Linked DNA regions of Sus scrofa: region 2 is linked to region 1. The links are chromatin contacts, called in public HiChIP or PLAC-seq maps. All regions are on one chromosome and are shown on one strand. Each heading gives the region's core, a stretch centred on a gene start, on an enhancer-like site or on the middle of the called end of the contact. The rest is flanking DNA. Distances are from core to core; before and after follow the strand shown. Region 1 overlaps NFATC2 (nuclear factor of activated T-cells 2). Region 2 overlaps ATP9A (ATPase phospholipid transporting 9A (putative)).

The links. HiChIP or PLAC-seq counts read pairs in DNA pulled down with a chosen protein or histone mark.
Region 2: a contact with region 1 is called in an H3K27ac HiChIP or PLAC-seq map of skeletal muscle. The contact joins two enhancer-like sites. A contact is called at or near these places in 4 of 47 Hi-C or Micro-C datasets (embryonic fibroblasts, heart right ventricle and skeletal muscle) and 1 of 2 datasets of contacts at active chromatin or transcription factors (skeletal muscle).

Annotation. Positions count from the first base shown.
Region 1 is chr17:52,799,338-52,802,013 of Sscrofa11.1, forward strand. The region is part of intron 6 of NFATC2 (nuclear factor of activated T-cells 2); the gene reads right to left. Among named protein-coding and RNA genes, the nearest start is that of NFATC2, 90 kb to the right of the region's middle. Within about 2 kb of position 1,319, at least 35 of the 83 cell types and tissues checked have an H3K27ac peak or open chromatin away from gene starts, as enhancers often do. A contact at or near this core is called in skeletal muscle, where this site is marked.
Region 2 is chr17:52,934,143-52,936,818 of Sscrofa11.1, forward strand. ATP9A (ATPase phospholipid transporting 9A (putative)) reads right to left here. Exons shown (of 28, transcript NM_001114672.1): 28 at 2,027-2,676. Among named protein-coding and RNA genes, the nearest start is that of NFATC2, 45 kb to the left of the region's middle. Within about 2 kb of position 1,344, at least 30 of the 83 cell types and tissues checked have an H3K27ac peak or open chromatin away from gene starts, as enhancers often do. A contact at or near this core is called in skeletal muscle, where this site is marked.

The sequences.
Region 1 (2,676 bases), core at 69-2,568:
CGAGGAAGTGGGGGGTGTGGGACCCAGTCTTCCTCTGACGTGCTCTGTCGCCTCAAGCAAGTCAGCCAACCTCATTCTGCGAGCCAGCAAGTGGCCTCCCCATCTGTTAGTTGGGGGCAGGGGGTGGGCTGTCACTGAGGCGTGACAGCAGGAGTCTGATGGCTCCGGGGTGAGAGGAGGGGAGAAACTCCTGCCAGGAAGGGTTCTTCTCCCGGACAAGAAACCAACACAGGCCTGCCTTCCCTGCTTCCAGGGGACACGTGCAAGGTCAGCTGACTTTTCTGGGCACCTTCCATGGTCCGACCCTTTCAGATCTTTGATCTCCTTTTAGTGTTAAAATAACTACCGACTCCCTCTTAAAGATGGGGAAACTGAATCCCAAAGCACAAAATATGAGGCCTATCCAGGCTTCAAGCCCAGTCTGGATGATCCACAATCCAGCCTGCTTACGGCTTAGAGATCTACAATTTTTACTTTAAAAAAAAAAAAAAAAAAAAAAAAAAAAGGCGTTCAACCAAACATAAAGGAAAAAATAGCACAACAGGGTGTCAGACCGTTCATTAATAAAAGGTATTATGATTTTCTTGACCAGGGTGGAAATGCCCACCTGCTAATTGCAAATCACAGAACATCTGTTGGCGCCAAGAGCAATTTCTGATGGGGAAACACTACGACCCAAGTTAATTAGAAACCTCATTTCTCTGTGTCCTCTTTTGAAGGCATTTAAACAGCAGGATTCTTTCACTCCAAAGTCTGTTCTCTCATGCAAGAGGACTGAAATTTGGGCAACAATTCAGGCCTCTGAAAATAAGGCCATTTTCTCTGTCTCCAGTGGGGCTTCAGAGCAGCGAGCTAGCCTCTGCCTTTGGAGCAAAGCTTCACATCCCAGCCAGCTGCATCTAAGTGGTGGGCTCCAGCCCAGGGGACCGATGACACTGTGGACATGAGTCACCAAGGGCAAAGGTCTCCAGAGCCTTAGTCATGGTCAAGCCCAGCTTGGAGTCTGACCTTTCCCAGAGGGGAGTCCAAGGCAGAGAGGCTCCCAGACGAGGTCTATTGTTTCAGCAAACACCAGACCGCGTGGAACCAAAGCCGTGGAGAAAAACAGGTGGGAAGAGGAGGTGTTTTCTCGAAGACCGTTCCAGCGTTTCCAGGGTACTAATTCATGGAAAACTACTTAATTTAGCAAAAAATTTTTATTTTAAGCCTATGCATTTATATTTATTAAACAAAGCTCAAAATACAACCTTTGGGAACCTCCAAGTCATAAAATGACTCATATTCGGATGATGACTCAGTGGGAAAGAGGGAATTCCACCACCCACGCCTCCTTTCGAAAAAGTCAGTTTGCCCTCTCAACAGGTGATAGAAGCCTCTGCCATCAGACTGTTCCAAGAAAATCGTCCAACAAAACAAAACAAGTCCTCTTCAAACAATTTAAGTTTCAAAGCTGAGTAATCCAACACAGGCACGTTTCCAACCTACGCCCCCGCGGGACACAGAGAGCCAGGGAGCTCCTTGGCGGGGGCCGGGGGCCCTGAATTAAGAAAGATTTACCAGCTGAAAAATTCCAAAACCCTGTGTCATGTGGAGGAACCTTCCAAAACACTGGATCCCACCCAGGCGCGGCGAGTCGCTCAGAGCCATGGCAACCCCGTTTCCGCTGCCACATCACTTTTATTTTTGTGTCCTTAGATTTTTTCCTGTTTTGCAATGTTTTGCTGGGACCCCCGACTCCGCCTGAGGCCTGGGTGGCCGGGGGCCAGGGTTCCCAGCTGAAGTCAGGAACAGCCTGGACTTCCCGGCGTGAACTTCGCCTGGAAGGTTACACATTTTTTCAATTGCAGAGACTATAGAACGGCTTTTCAGCAATTGCTGAAAACAGTAAATAGGAAAGGTCCTGATCTGTTTGGTTCCTCTTCGTCCTCTTGAATGTGACTAGAGAGATTTCTGGGGGTGTTGGGGGGTGACAATAACAAATGCTGCTTGGGATTCCAGCTCTGTCACTAGCAGTGAGCTGACCTGGGGTCCATGGCTTGACCTCTGTGAGCCTCCGTTACCTTATCTATAAAATGGGGCTAAGGCTGCCAGCCTCTCAGGGCCCATGTGATTATCAAAGGAGATGACATGTTCATTCAACAATATGTATAAGCACCTATGAAGTGCCAGGGACTGTTCTAGATTCTGCAGATACCAGAGCAAACACCAAGTCTTCTTCCTCAAGGAACCCTAACCGGGGGGGGCAGGGGGGGGAAACAAGAAAACAAATGAGTGAACAAATAGACAAGGCAAATCCAATAGAGCTAAGTGCTACCAAGAAAAGAGGGCAGGACAATGGGACGGAACGGGACAGAGTGTGAGAGCTGATGGTCAAGGAGGAGCCTGTCAAGAAAATCCCCTGGGTGTGGAGAAGAGGGAACCCTCCTGCACTGTTGGTGGGAATGTCAGTTGGCACCACAACTATGGCAAACAGTATGACCGTTCCTCAGAAAACTAGAGAACTACCATGTGACCCAGCAATGCCACTCCTGGGCATATAGCCGGACAAAACTATAATTCAAAAAGACACATGCACCCACATGTTCACAGCAGCACTATTCGCAATAGCCAAGACATGGAAGCAACCCAAATGCCCACGGACAGATGAATGGATTATATATACAAGGGAATATTACC
Region 2 (2,676 bases), core at 94-2,593, 130 kb after region 1:
CCTCCAAAAATCCACCAGCCCCCAAAGTACTTAAGTTACCCCTCCGACCACAGCCACATGGAGGATGAAATTAAACCCCACGGAAAGATTTGACTTTTTTTTTTTTTTTTTAACATTATGCAATGTTTGGGTGAAAAAAGGGGGGGATATCAGAAGAAAAAAAAACTCATCTTTTTCCCAGAGTTTAGCAAAGCTATTTCTAGCTTTTAAGGATAAATTTCACCATCACTTCATGGGTAGTTCTGAGAGGCGCGAAGGCGGGACTGTTCTGTTATGTAACACATTTCAAGTAGGAAACTAGCAAGTCCTGAATGAATTCTGTTACTGTGCTCCGACTTGTGGAAAGTTTGGAGCGGCTACAGTTCTATTTTGAGGTGAGCAAATCCATCATTTACAGATCTCCTCACAAATACCGCAGAGCTTCATGTCACCCTGCAAAGTTTCATAACAAAAACAGTTAAAGTACTTGGGGTGTTAGAACATTTCGTCTCCAAACCTTATTAGCCTGGACAGCGAGGAGGGCAAGCCTCCCTGGTTGCCAATTATTCAAAAATGCAAATATCTGAGATCAAATAAATATTCATCTCACCCCCACCCCCATCCTGCTCAGTTTGTGTTGTTGGTTTTTTTTTTTTTTTTTTTTCAAGTTTAGTCCAGCAAAATAGTCTGGTCAACAACATAAAAAGAAATGCCTGTTTTCAACGGAGCCGCTGGCCATGAAATAAATTCTGAAGCTATGAAAGGAGCATCTTGACGCAGAACAGTCGGGCCTGCTGGGCCGGCCGGGTGATGAAAACAGGAAGCAGAAGCATCTCTCGGTCCTCAAGTTCCCCCTAGTGGCTCCACTGGAGGAGGGTCGGCGCGGGCATGGAATTTCACAGCAGGCCAGGGCTGTCTGAAGACTCCACCTTCACGGCACAGGAAAAGTACTGTCCCGCTGCTCCTGAGCGCATGCGTCCCCCGAGGGCCCAGGGAGCCCCCGCGGACGGAGGCACAGCTCGTGTACAAACCCCCTTCTAACCCTTAAGCTGAGAAGGGCCCTTGCAGCTGAGAGCCAGGGAGCGGAGAGCAGCGGCCCACTGCGCCCAGAGCTGCAAATGCAAACGCCGGGCCAGGTGGATGCGGCACTGGCTTCTTGAGGCAGGAGTTTCCACGGCCGGGCCCGTTTGGAAGTGAGGACAGCGGCTTACAAACGGCAGAACGCACACGTGCCGACTACACGCGGCTTCCTCAACCTCGGCACTTTTGCTGTTGGGCGGGTGATCCATCCTCTGCTGTGGGGCAGTCCTATGCACCCACGAGCAGTGTCCCAGCATTGTCCTCGTTAGACGTCAGCGGAGCACCACCCCCCACGCGGTGACAACCAGAAATGACGTCAGACATGACCCCATGTCCCCGGCGGGACAAAATCACCCCTGGTTGAGGATCACTGAATTAAACGACCAGAACACGATGTCCTTTGCAGCCTACATAACAGCTTAAAATCCACTTCTCCCTAAAACTTAAGCGACCGGGTTCCTAAATCTTCCATCACTCGGTGGGAAAATAAAGAGGGGTCTGCTCAATACTCTGTGGTGACCTAAATGGGAAAGGAATCTGAAGAGGAACAGACACACAGCTGATCCACTCTGCTGCACACCTGGAACTAAGACAACATTTTTAAGTCAACTGCACTCCAATTAAATTTTTAAAAAATAAAAAAAAATTTGAAAAGAGGATCCAAAGCAATCAAGGACTGTGTGCATAAATAAAATATGAATCATAAAATATGTTTGTCTTTTTTCTATTTATACAGATCATGTTTTGAAATTCTGACACGTCTGGAATAGACAACAGCACAGAATAATAAATAATGCATGGGTTTGGGGGTTTTGTTTTGCTGAAATTAAAACACTTTAACTGGAGAAAAAGCTATTTACAGTTTACGTACCATGAGATACACACAAAACAGGAGCACTGTAAGAAAAAGCCCTCATTTTGACACCAGAATTTCATGTTTCTGCACAAATTAAAATGATCCCCCAAGGCAGAAAGTACACAAGCTTTATTGGGCAACAGCGACAAGCCACGCTGGCAGACAATGAAAGTTGAACCGCTCAAATCACGCAGGATCACGTGTCATCACAGGATCAAGAATTTAAATCATCTGGGAGTTCCTGCTACATTCAAGCTCTGTACCAGAGCTTCCCTCTAATCAAAAAGTGCTGTCCTGGTGAACACTTGCCATGAGGATCACAGATAACCTATTACTGAGGACGTCAAGGAGACCTCGAGAAGTTCACGGTCCCCCCCACGCCAACGAGATAACACAGGAGCCGCAAGCTGGGGGACAAATGCCACGCTCCCCACCTGCCCCCCACAAATACAATATTCAGGGACACTGCCCAGTGACACCAAGAGACAGTGTCTCCAGCCACACAGCCTTGGGGAAGACAGAGCCACGGGGATGACGAGCTCCATGAGACGGTGCCGCACGGCTCCAAATACGAGCAGGGCTGCTCACGTGTGTCTCGGTTCCGCCGCAAAGCACAAAGTACGTTTTTTTTCCAAGATGGAATGGACAGAGTAAATGGAAATCTTTCCTAAGAAGTATATATCAACAACTGCAAGAAAGTTTTACATTAAGAGAAAGGGAGACGGAAAAAAAGCTGTAAAGCTCCTTGTATATTTCTTAAT